2 separate regions of the Sus scrofa genome follow, and region 1 is linked to region 2. A link is a contact called in public Hi-C data. All regions are on one chromosome and are shown on one strand. Each heading gives the region's core, a stretch centred on a gene start, on an enhancer-like site or on the middle of the called end of the contact. The rest is flanking DNA. Distances are from core to core; before and after follow the strand shown. Region 1 holds the start of CRB2 (protein crumbs homolog 2). Region 2 holds the start of STRBP (spermatid perinuclear RNA-binding protein).

Region 1 (6,760 bases), core at 1,925-4,424, 82 kb after region 2:
TTCCAAGGAAGGAATGGGTGACAGTGGGGACCCGGTGACGTCAGGGCCCCACACCTGGCCACAAAGGGAGCGGGGTTACCTGAGCCAGGAGAGCTGAAGGAGCAGAGGGGGCTTTGCTGGGGCTGTAGCCGGAAGTGCCCAGGGCAGGGAGAGAGCGGGAGAAACATCAGGCCTACCCCCCACTGACCATCCATAGGGATCAGCAGGGCGGAGAGGGGAGTAGGGACCCACAGAAGAACCACACAGCCCCTGAGAAGACATGGGGCAGAGGTCACCTTGGAAGAGTCTTTAGTGGGGAGCAGCCCCGAGTCACCATCCCCTCCCCCATCCGGGCCCAGGGGCAGCAGTCCACTCTTCCCAGTTCTCTGAGGCAGATACTTGGTGTTTTTTTTGTCTTGTGTCTTTTCGGGGCCGCACCTGAGGCACATGGAGGTTTCCAGGCTAGGGGTCTAATCAGAGCTGCAACTGCCGGCCTACACCACAGCCACAGCAATGCAGAATCCGAGCCACGTCTGTGACCTACACCACAGCTCATGGCAACACCAGATCCTTAACCCACTGAGCGAGGTCAGGGACCGAACCCGCAACCTCATGGTTCCTAGTCAGATTCATTTCTGCTGTGCCACGATGGGAGCTCCTGAGGCAGATACTTGTATTAACCCCATTTACAGATGGGGAAACTAAGGTTCCGAAAAGTAAAACAGATCAACAAAATCTTGCCTAAGGGCACAGGGCAGAATTAGGATTCAAACCAAGGGGGCCTGATGCCAAAGCTACCCAACCACTAAGCTTTACTGCCACATCCTCCTAAGGCTCGTGGGCACCTCAGGACTGGGTGCCCTTGACCTGGGAGCAGGCAGCAAATAATTCCTGAGTTGTGTGGAATGCAGTTAGTCAACCTAGAGTCAGAGGTTGGAGGAGGGGAGAGGGGGTGGCATCAGGCAGATCCCAGTTTGAATCCCACCCCCCATCCCCCGCACCACCACCCCTCCCCCGGCTGTGGGACTCTGAGCAGCCAGTCTCACCTCTCTGGGTCTCAGTTTCCTCATCTGTAAAATGGCGTCAGTGCTGCCCTTGCAGTGTCCTTGAGGGGCTAAAATGAGGTTACGTGTTGGTTTGTTTTCCTCTTCCTCACCGCCCTCTCCCCCAGGTCGGGAGGTTAGAGGAAGTGGACCCTCCGGATGGACCGTCTTCTCAGAGGGGCTGACCCACTCTCACTGTCTCTTCTCGGGGTGCGGACCGGGGGGTTGCGTCAGGATGGTGGGTCTAGCCTCAGTCCTGCCTGCCACCCGCCGACTCCCGGGCCCCCTCCTTGCAGCTCACAAGGGGCTCCCTCTGCCGGTGCTGTTGAGATCCCGCATCCCTCCCTCCCCGCCCTCCAGGACCCCTCAGGACACTCCCGGTTCTGACCACAAGGTGGCGCGTGGCGGCTGCGGGACCGGGGCTGGGGGCAGGGCCCGGACAGGCGCTCGGATTAGGCGCCCTTCTGACTTCGGAGCTCCCTGTGAAAGCCGGTGTTTGGGTCTGAGCATCCGGGGACCCAGCGGGCTGTGGCAGCCTCGTGGTCCTCCTGTTCCCCTTCTGCGGCTCCCTGGATCTCTGAGAAGCAGAATAAAGGGAACTTGCCCTGCCGCTTCAACTCACTGTCATCCCCATTTTAGAGATGATGAAACTGAGCCCCAGAAAAGGAAGTCAGGTGCTGAGGTCACTCCCTAATCAGTGGCAGAGCGGGGCTCAAACCTGGATCTACTCATCTGACCGGGCTTCCGGGGTAGGGTTGGGGTTGTCTGTGAGAGGCGGGGAATTAAAAGTGATTTGGGACTGTGGGGGCTTCCAAAAACCCAGGAGGGCACGTGACAAGAGGGTGGAGACGGGGCGGGGAGGCAGACCCCTGTCCACCTCTGAGCTCTTCCCCAGCGCTGGAGGACCTCCGAGCCACCTGCTGCCACCTGTGCCCTGTGTGACCCCCACTGCTCTCTTCCCTGAGCGGGCCCCAGACCACTGTCTGTCCCTCTTGTGCGGCCTGGAGCTCCATCAATGTACAGGGCTGTCTCTCCAGACTGTGCCCTCTGGGTGTCAGGGACACATCCAGAGCCCAGCATAGGGCCTGCGTGGCCCGAGTCCATGGTCACTGAATTGGGCCACACAGGGCTGAGTTGGCAGGGGCCAGCTGCTCATTTCAGGAAGTTCTTTCAGCAAGGGGATTCTCCTTTCACTGGAGCTGAGGGCAGAGGGAGAATGGGCTGTTTTTTGATGTTGTAGTGCCTTTGAGATGACCTAGATTCCTGGGTCAGGTCCCCACAAGAATGCCTCCTCTCCACCCAAAACATTCCCCCCTCCAGCCTGGAGCAAGCAAATGTCAAGTGCAGCAGACTATAAGGTTAGACAACAAGAAGGACTTCCAGCAGTGGAGCCGGAAAACTTACTGCTTCATGAGAGCTGCTGTTCAGTAGAATGGGCTGCCTTGGATTGCTGGGAGTTTCCTGGAGTTGTAAACAGCAAAGGCGGGGGATCTAGGCCACAGGAGAGAAACAGAAAAGTTTAGAGGGCTGTGGTGGGAGGGGCTGTGTGTGGCAGTGTGTGGGGCCCAAGGGAGTGGAAGGGGGTGGTGGGACCAAGGGACAGTGAGAAGGAAGAGCTGCTAGAAGCTGGCGGTGGGTTGAAGGTGGGGCATGGGGGGGAGGTGTCAGCTGCAGGTGCGGGGAGGGACGGGATGGGGGGGAAGGAGGCCTTTTCAGGTGGGCTGCCCTGGGAGGGAGCAAGCTGAGCGGGAGGGGCCAGGGGCTTTGGGGCAGAGAGGAAGTCTGGGAGGGAGGCCCGGCCCCAAGAGAAGAAGGGGTGAGGGGCAGCTGAAGTCTTGGGAGTCGCTGGCATTGTCTGGGGAGAGGAAGAGCCCCTCGGAACAGAAGTGTCTCTCAGGAGGCTGAGGCAGCAGGACCTGAGAGGAGGGAGGCAAAGGCGGGGGGGGGGGCTCAGGAGGGGGAGAGGGGTGGGCCCTGAGAGAGCATCAGACCCACGGGGGACCCCTGAGGCCTCACCTGGAGTCTGGAGCCCTGGGGCCTTGGGGAGAGGGGTGGCTGGCCCCTGCTCCGGAGCCCTGCTCCAGGTGGAGCAGCGGGGGAGGCCGGGCTGGGGAGGAGGCGGGAGGCCGGGGGAGGGGCCGGGCCTCTGTCCACGGCATTAGTGCTGGTTGGAGGGAGAGGGGGTGTGGAGCCCGCCAGGCCGCCTGTTCCCACAGCCGCCAGCCGAGCAGAGCGCTGCCATGGCGCTGGCCAGGCCTGGGACCCAGGACCTCATGCCCCCAGTTCCTCTCCTGCTGCTGCTGCTGCTGCTCTGGGCCCCTGCCCTCGCCCTCCCGACCGGTGAGTTGGGGCCTGAGCCTTGGAGGCCCTGGGGCTGGCTCTGCCCCCAAAACAGACTCCCTGGACCCTGGGGGGCTGTCCGTGTGGGTGCCTGGCTGACTGCGGGGTGCAGAGGGGAGTGCTGCTGGGGCAGCTGGCACCCGCGTGGTCGAGGGGGACTTTGTGGGGGGATGGTGGCCAGCTGTGGTCCGGGTAACAGGCTCTGTGCATCTCGGGAGGGGTGCTGTACCCTGCACAGGAGGGGGTGTTGGGGCTCGGGTGTCCCGGCCTGTGAGGTCAGCGTTTGGGGAGCTCTGATGTGTGCTGTGTGCAGGCCGGGGTGTGGGTCGTAGGTGCGTGGAAGTTGTGAGGTGGGACGGCTGTCCCACCCGTGCCAGGAGTTGTGTCTGAGGCTCTCTGGGTGCGGTGGGCTGTATCCCAGCGTGACTTGTGGGGTTGAAGTTATCAAGTGGGTGGAACTGTGTCTCTGCTCGTGACCTGGGGTAGGGGCGGGAGACCCCAGCCCGGGGGACTGGGGTGGAGAAGAGGGAAGGAGATCCAGGGGAGCTGGGCGCCTGTCTGCATCCCCTCCATGTGTGAGCTGGCCCTGCCTGCACTGGGGGGCTCTGGGGTCCCTGGGGGGTGGCTGGGCACCTGGGAACACGTGTGTCCACTCTTGCCCCCACCCGGCATTCCCAGGCCAAGCTGAAAGGGCTTTCTGAAGCGTGCCCTGTTCACCAAGAGGCTTTTGCTTTTGTCCAAGTGGATTCCTGCACGCGGGCCTAGGATTCTTCCTGGGGGGTCCAGGGACGCTTTGTCTTGGTCACTATAGCTACGGGGCCAGGACTGGGACGTCTTGCGCAGGCAAATGGCCTGGGCTCCGCCACGGCTGGGGGAGCCCCCGCCTCCTCAGACTCCCAGGGTGTGGGGCCCACACCCCCCCCCCCGCCCCCGCCCAGGCCCTCACCTGGCGCTTCCTCAGCCTCTCAGCCTTCGTCCCCTCTGCTCTCCGCAGGCCTGCAGCCTGGGCTCCTGAGGCAGATCTGAAAGGAGCTGGGGGCCTGCTCTCTGCACAAGGGGCATGTGAGCTGGTGCCTGTCCCCTACCCTACAATGCACACGCACAGATCACTCAAATGTACACATGCGTGTACACACACAAATCACATGTGTACACACACACACACCTGCCAGCACACCAGTGTGGGACACATGACCACGTGAACAGGTGTCCACAGGTACACGTAGACCCCCCCCACGCATGCACTTGTGGGCACACACATGACACGTACGTGACGTGTGCCTGCACACATGTGTGCATTCTTACTCAGACGTACATTCACATGCACCTTGCAGCAGCCTGAACACAAAGTAGATGCTACAGGAGGGAACGGACACCGATAGACACACTCCCCCCCCCACAGCCCCGCTGGGACTCCCAGGGCCAGCCTTTCCCCCTGCGATTCCCCCCAGAGGGAGCCCCCTCTCTGCGGATCCCTGAGGGCTGGTGGGGGTGGTGGAGTCTTGAGCATTTCTGGATGCTGGACCCAAGTACTGACCGCCGGGAGGAGAGGCGCTGGGGATTGTGTCACTTGAAAAGTAGCCTCTATCCCAGAGGGGCTGGGGATTCTGGATGCCCTGGGCCCCAGGCTCTGCTGCCAAGCCCGCCAGGCCCTGAGGGGGGGGTGGGGGCCCCTCTGCCTCAGGCCCTCTCTGCCGCAAAGGCCGGCTGGTTGCTAGGAGAGCACCAAGCATCTCAGAGCACAATGGGGCACATCAGGCTCTCACATCCCTCCCGCTCCCCGCACACCCTGGGAGCCTGGATGACAAAGGGGTGGCGAGTCCAGCCCCAAGTCTGGCCCCTCCTCCAGCCAGAGCTGGGTGGGAGCCTGTGGGATAGAGGCAGGGCGTGGGGAACTGCACACAAGCACCCAGCATCGGGATCTGTTGAAGAGTCAGTGTTCGCCCTGAGTAAAATTTGTTGGCAAATGAATAAATAATACCATCGGCCACTACGGGGCAGACGCTGTGCTGCTGAACTAACATGAGCAAATTTAACTCTCACAACAGCGCTCTGAGGTTGACTCTGATACCTCCAGTCTACAGAGAAGGAAAGTGAGGCCCAGAGAGGGTCAGTAACTTGCTCTGAGTCACAAAGCTTATGTGTGGTGGGGCAGGGTGAGGAGGGGGGCAGGATTTCACAGTCCCCTCTGGGACTAGTCTGTAAAGTCACATCTCTTCTCCGTGCTTCTGTCTAGAGAGCAAACCAGCTCACTCCAATGGTTGCTACAAGAATTCAATAAGAAAATGCAGTGGTTCTCCAACTTAGGTTTGGCATGGCAAGCCCCCCTGCCCACCCCACCCCCCCGCTGCCCGTTTCAAATGACATTTTTAGACAGAAGCCGGGCACCCACTCATAGTTAAAAGTGAAATAGTTACAAGTGGCCGGTCCGGTGGTGGCAGGCCCAGAGCCCCATCTGCTTGGTCTCGCCCCCATTTCCGGACGTGCCTCTGTGGCCCCAGTGCTCTGAGACGATGGTTTGGGAACAGTGGGGTCACTGAGGCCTGGCAAAGGGTAGACAGAGGATCTGTGGCTGCTACTGCTGCCATTATCAACATTATGCCTTTTAACCTCGGGTGACAAACATTTTCGTAAAAGACTATTCCCAACCTTCCTGCCTTATTAGAATAAGTTAGCCCTTTTCCAATGGTTCTGCCTCAGTTGCACTATTATTCAGTCCTTTGCTTGGGGCCTTGTGCTACTAGATGAACTTTTTTTTTTTCTCCCTAGGCCAAAAGCACATCTTCTGAGATCTTGGGTGGTGTCTTAGATATATTCTCTTTTTTGCCTTGTCAAGATGGGAAGCTTCACAAAACCCACCCTCAGGAAACACTTCTCATTTTTTGTTGGCCGTTCTCACTAGGCCCGTTACAAGTGCACATAGAGTAGGAGTTACTAGGCACCGAGTGAGGCCTGAAGCACCTTGGGATTGCTAGCAGCTGGGTTCTGGACAGACAGGGAAGACCACGCATTCTGCCCAGGCTGATACTGGAACCTCCACTCTCAGGCAAACCTTCAGAGATTCTGTCCGTGCCTGGGATAGGCTGAGCTAGAATGCTCTAAAATGATGATCGGTGGGTGACAATTTAGAGTTTGCAGAATTTCACATGCATTGGGAGATATGGGCTTCTCAGAAGTCCGGAATCGATCTGCCTCTTCATTTTCTGAGGGATGACCCTAGGCAAGTTTATTAACCTCTCTGAGTTAGAAAAGCAGAAACTTTCTTAATTTGCACCCACCTTTTCCACTTTGAATCAAATACAATAACGTAGTAATAGATGCAGGAGGTGTAGCGTGGCCCAGAGCACAGAATGTGCACTAAATGGCCGCTGTTGTGAAACTCCTGTCCTTTCCATGGA
Region 2 (6,250 bases), core at 2,301-4,800:
ACATACTCCTTATTATTATATTCAATGCATATATCAAATCTCAAAATACTGCTAAGAGTTTAAATCGAAAGCCTATTATATTTTTAAAACCTTGCCCTCCAAAAACAAAACCTCAAAGCCTTCAGAGGATTATTCTGCTTCCTTCATGATGTATTTCATGATACACTTCAAATTTTAAAAATGATTAGCTTCCAGTTTATTTTTTAAATATTTATATTTACAGATTACTTAAAATGTGGTGTTCTGCTCAGCCCTCATTATGTTCAGGCAAGATTCCCACTTCCACTCAAACTTATTATTTGAACTTACAATGGCTGCATTATTCAAACTTACAATTTAGATACTTCCTAAATGGACAAAAGAAGAAAACTAATCAACCCAGAAAGCTCCCCAGGTACCAAAGAGGACCTTTTATTTGAAATCATACTAAGGTACCATATTATACACTCCATGAAGCCCAACAAAGCAATTATTGAAGTTATTCCTGCAACATGACGAAATACTTTATTTTTTTGCAAAATCTGACAAGACTGAGTTTTCAACTGTCAAAAGGGAAATCGTTTTCCAAGATTCTAGAAAACCCTCTTACTGAGGCAGTCTCAAAGCAGTTTCCTTAATCCTTCCAAATCCCAAAGAATCTAACACAAGCCAAAGAACACTGAATGAGATCTGCTGAAATGTCTGTGCTCAAACCCCTAAAGGTTATTTCGTATGTGTCTGGCAAGCTGATGGCTGTATGTCCACACAACCCTAGAAGTTTTTCCTCAATAAAGCTACCACTGCACTCCCCAACTCAAATTAAAATATCAGAAAATCCAAAAGCCTCCAACTAAATTTTACTTGAACCACTTGGGAGAAAAAGCTGACAACCGAGGATCTGTTATCTGCACCCTTAAAGAGAGTGAAAGACTCATAAAGCTCAATTCCTGCCACTTTTAGAAGCTAGATGTACATTACCTCTGTCTGCCTCTAGCATGGGACTGAGATATTACATCACTCAATGCCTGAAAACTGCCCTATTACCCAGAAAGCACCAGGGTATCTGAGACACTGCACCAAGGTATCCCCTCCTCCCTCTGACACACAGCCCTCAAACAAGCCGGGCCCTGCTCTCCCGCAGAATCTTCACAAAGCCATCTGCCCTGCACCTGCTGCAATCCTGTTTCTATTCACTCTTGGTGCACTCCTCTTGACCCTGTATGGCTCTTCTATCTGCTCACTCATCAGGCCAATGTCTAGGAGGACACTCCCCCAAATTTGGGAGAGTATACTCAGCTCTCCCTTATCCCTGCCCCATTCACTGGCTTCTGGAACTAAAAGCAGGCTTCATGAGCTGTCTGATCCTAGAAGCATGAACTTTCAGATATATTAAAGGGCTTAATGTCTTCCATTTGTCCATTAACATCATCCCAGGATCCACACACTCTCCCACACAATCTCCAGTTCCCCTAAATCCAGAATTTAATCCCCCTCTTTAGGTTTTTTTTTTTTTTCCCAACTACTATACTCTGTCCTTCCATATACTTTCAGTTACCTAAAACTTGTGGCCCCTTTGATCTTGTAAGACCCAAAGTTTTCCAACCTCTCCCTACATTTCAGCACTCTGCTCCTTCCATACTCTCTTAAGCAACCTGTCTTCCTAATTCTCTCGTCTGAATGGTCATTCCCTGCCCTAAACCCGGGCGTCCTACTTCCCCCACCACCACCCCAATCCCATACACACCTTACCCCTTTCTAGTCAAAGACATGCCCACACATATTCCCACCTTGCTCTTTCCTTAACCCATCATACTATGCATTCTTCTACATTCTCTACCCAAAAAGATCCTGTCTTCCCCCTTTCCTTTCCTTTGTTCCCTGCCTACCTCCTTCTCTCTCTACCCTCTTTACCAGACAAAATCTAGCCCCCCAAACCAGTGCTTCCCTCCCTCCACATATTGTACTTCAGACCTAGCTGCTAGTCTGGGAACCTATTTCCCTTCAACCCGCTCCACCCTCCCTTTCCTTCTCCCCAGCTGCCCTCCACAAGTCCTACCCCAGAAACGACTCCTCCCCTCTGTCCCCACGCTTCACCTGCCACTCTAAGAACACTCCCTCCGCCCTCTACACCTTTGGGCCTCCAACTCACACACACTCCACTCCACCTGTCCCCTCCAAGGTGCCCCCAAGCCCAAAGTTCCCTCTCCTGCTGCTCCCCCACCTTCATCCATACTTCCTGCAAGAACACCCTACAATTCACTCCCTTCTCCTGCTACCTGCTAAATACCTCTTGCCCAGACATCTCCTCTCCATCCCCCTCTCCCACTGTCCCCACTTGGCTCTCAAACCCGTCAAACGCAGGCCCTGCTCCAAATGCCCTCCCACTTCTGCCATCAACTCCTCTCCCCTGAGCACCACTACCAGATACCTGCCTTCTCCCCTCACAGGTTCTCCCCTGGCAGGTCCCGTCTATCCAGCCTCAACACCCTCTTGCCTCCCTCCTGGCCAGACACTGTCCTCACACCCCTCACAGGTCTCCTGAAGCCTCTGGACCCACCCTCCCTCCTCTCCTGCCTGGACACCCTCCATTTCCCTCACCATCATTCCAGAGAAGCCCCTAGACACCGTCAGACCGCCCCTCCCTTTCCACGCTCACCCTGCCACATTGCCCCCCGAGCTGGACACTCTCCTCCCCATTTCCCTTCACATCTGTCCGTGGTCTCCCCGATACCTGCCCCCACTCCCTGCCCCTCACAGGCCGGGACATCCGCCTCTTCCATGCCTCCCTCGAGTCCCCAGTCTTCTCCTTCTATCCCCATCACACTCGCCTCTGCCCTTCCCAAGCCTCCCGAATCCCCCCTAGGCTGCCCCCCACCGCCTGCCTGTCCTCCGGCCCTCTCCCACTTGCCTGAAGGCCCTCACCCTCGGCTGGGCCGGATCCCTCCACGCTCCCTTCTCCCCCAAATCTGCCCACACCCTCCGCCTGCCCCCCCTCAGCCTCTCCCCCAACCCCTGCCCCTAACGTCCTCCAACACCTGCCCAGAGCCCCTCACCCTCCATCCTAGCCAGACCCCCGGCGCCGGGTCCCCACACACTGCCCACGCCCTGCCCTCGCGCAGGGCCGGGACCCTGTCCCCCCCGAAGGTGAGGAAGGCTGCCCACTGCCCTTGCCCGAAGCGCCCGGGCACCGCAGCGGCGGTGGCGGCGGCCACAATGCTGGAGCCACGGGGGCCGGGATTGCTCCCTGCTCTCCGCCCCGGGCGCCGCTGCCGCCACCACCGTCGCTGCTAAGGACGCACAACAAACAATGCGGGGCCCGGGCCGGCACCGCCAACCGCCTCAACCGCCGCCTTAACCGCCACCCGCCTGGGACGGCCCGCCGCGCAGGCGCCAGCCCCGCCGCCGAAACCTACCCGCGCCTCCGTGCTCGGTTGGCGCCCGGTCCCCGCTCCTGCTCCGCCGCCGCCGCCACCTCGTCCGCCTGCGTCTCCGGCTCCTCAGCCCAGCGGCGGCGGCTGCGGCGGCTGCTGCCCTGGTGGCGCTCGCGGCTCCGGTCTCCGCTTCGGCGGCGGCGGCGGCAGGCACGTGACGCCGCCGAGCGCGCCCATTGGCCAGGCCGGGGGGGCGGGCCCCGCGGCTGCTGGGGAACGGAAAGCCCGCCCCCTCGCTCACCGCGCGCCCCCTCCACGCGCGCTCTGCCGCACCTGAGAACGCAGGCCAGCGCCCACCGCTGCTGTGCCGCGCCGCCGCCTGCGCCAACTGCGCACCTGCGAACGCGCAGGACGCACACGCTGGTGGCGGCCGCATGCACCTGCGAGCGGACGCTTACGTAAACTGCGTCCCCGCCTTCCTCTGGGCGCCAGGCCGCCGCCTGCCGCAACACCTGAGCCCCTCTGCGCTAACGGCGTAACTGCTGCGGCGCGGGGACGAGCTACGTAGGGAAGCCTGCGAAATGCACGGAAACTTCGTAACTTCCGAATCTGGGAGCGGCTCCAGGCCGCCGCTGCGGCGAGCTGGCCTCTCCCCTCGCGCACCCCAGTGCGTGGTATCCCCCAACCCCAACGGCTACGTAAATAGAGTAGGCGCCGTAATGGCTACCCAGGTGGAGGAGAGGGAGGCCGGTGAGATTTGACTTGTTAAAAGGTTAGAATCCAGCCTCTGCCCTTTCTACACCTACCAGCTGTGTGACCTTGACCAAATTACAGAAACACTCGGATCTTCAGTTTCCTGGTCTGGTAAAGTGGGACACTAATTCCGATTTAGGAGTTGATAAAGGGATGGAAAAATACAATCGGTATGAATTCTCCTAGCACATAGCAGGTGCTGAACAAAAAGTTGCAGTTCAGTCAGCAAGCAACCTCATCTCCTTCTCCCACCCGTAACGGACCTCCCTGGGACGGAGTTGGAGCCAGGACTTCCTTAGAGTTAGGTCAGACTTTGGATGAACCCTTGCCTGGCCCGTGCAAGGGAAAAAATAAAGGTTTTTGTTTTGCAGGCATTAGTCGGCAACTTCTTGGCCCCTAGTGAGTACCTGCTGCATGCCAGGTGCTGTGCTGGGGGTTAGGAGATACAGGTGAGATAGACAGGTCCTTGCCCTAAAGAAATTCTCCGCCCAGAAATGGAAACAACCTAACCACCCAGTACCAGGGCTTGGAGAGCTGGAGATCTCCCACAAAACCCTATCCAGTTCTTTCCCATCTTTCTAACATACTAGGCTCAAATCGTGTAACAGCTTTCTTTCATTCACAGGATAAGGTGTAATCACTCTAATTGAACTTAAAAAGCTTTAATGATCTGGCCCTCCGTTTCAAGGTACATGCCCTTCCATTTGGTCCTTCTTCGGGCCAACTTGACCCTCCAGCCAAAAGGAATTTGGGAACTGTAATTGACATGGTATGGCAGGTCTGAACCTCCTGAGGCAGGTGCTAGAATCCATTGTCCTTTTCTACACCCTCTCCCTAAGTCCAGTCACCCATACCTGTCTTTATCCTCCCAGAAATCTCCTTGGTGTCCTTATCAGTCAGCTCAGACCACATTCTCTACAGAATTCCTTGGTTGCCTCCAACACATCATCTAAACTCCCTCTGCTTTACATATAGCCCCCATTAAACCATGAATTCTTATAGCACTAGATTATCATTTTTGCTCTCTATCGCCTTCCTGGATTAAGCACCTTGAGGGCAGGGTCATCTCTCTAACTAGGTGGTTAGTGAAGACATGAGATGAGTTCATGAAAGCTGGCCTTTGCAGGAAGAATGTGTGTCTGCTAGGGGGAGGAGCGATGCTACAGTGAAAAAATCTGGGCTGAGGACACACAAGCTGTGCAACCTTGCAAAATCAGTCTCTCTGTGTCTTAGTTTACTCACATGCCAAGTGAGATTATTATATTGCATACCTAACAGGGTTGTCAAAAGGATCCAATGAGAAATATATCTCAGGCACTCAGTATAGTTTTTGGCACTCAGTAAACATTTTAAAAAATTTTTAGGACTTCCTTGGTGGCCTAGTGGTTAAGGATCCAGCGTTGTCGCCGCTATGGTTCCAGGCACTGCTATGGCACAAGTTCAACCCCTGGCCCAGGAAATCCCGCATGCCACTGGTAGGTCAAAAAAAAAAATTTTTTTTTTTTTTTAATAAGAGGATTGGACAGCACGAAGCATTTGGTGGTATCTCTTATTCCAGTATTTTTTAAATTGAAATATAGCTGACTTATAATATTGTTATACAACAAAGTGATTTGTTGTATACACACGCACACACTGTGTATATACATCTGTGTTCTTTTTTCTGTATTCTTTTTTTAATACTTTCCCATTATAGTTTATTACAAGATACTGAATACAGTGTCCTGTGCTATACAGTAAATCCTTCTTGTTTTCTATTTTATATATGGTAGTATGCATCTGTTAATCCCATACCCGATCCCTCCCCTCCCCCTTCCCTTTGGTAATCATAAATTTGTTTTCTATGTCTGTGAGTCTGTTTCTGTTTTCTCTTATTCCAGTATCTTTACTGGGTTTAGAACTCCAAACATTCCTGCTAAAAACATGCAAATAAAACAAAAGTAAAGAAATTAACATTTTTCAAGTGTACCTCTTCTTTCCTACCCCTCTTCCATTCCCTTTATCCCTAATCTCACCTCCCAGGGCAGCTACTTTTAAATTTTCCATGTCCTAAACGTCCAGAAAAAGAAGGTTGGAGAAAATGGTGAACTTAAAATGTGTATGTAACACTTGGATTCTGCGTAGAAAAAGGTCAGAATTAAACACCA

What was found. A called contact is a pair of places that touch in the nucleus more often than the background predicts.
Region 1: a contact with region 2 is called in a Hi-C map of skeletal muscle, with 2.6 times the contacts expected there. The contact joins the promoter of CRB2 here to the promoter of STRBP in region 2. A contact is called at or near these places in 1 of 5 promoter capture datasets (fetal liver) and 3 of 47 Hi-C or Micro-C datasets (fetal heart ventricle and skeletal muscle).

The regions. Positions count from the first base shown.
Region 1 is chr1:264,274,375-264,281,134 of Sscrofa11.1, forward strand. CRB2 (protein crumbs homolog 2) reads left to right here and starts at 3,175. Exons shown (of 13, transcript XM_003122155.6): 1 at 3,175-3,362. The coding sequence starts at 3,263. It overlaps LOC102165127 (a long non-coding RNA gene), which reads right to left and starts at 3,164. Exons shown (of 9, transcript XR_002339005.1): 1 at 3,039-3,164; 2 at 2,427-2,513; 3 at 1,411-1,599; 4 at 1,026-1,093.
Region 2 is chr1:264,192,347-264,198,596 of Sscrofa11.1, forward strand. It overlaps STRBP (spermatid perinuclear RNA-binding protein), which reads right to left and starts at 3,551. Exons shown (of 18, transcript XM_021074603.1): 1 at 3,393-3,551.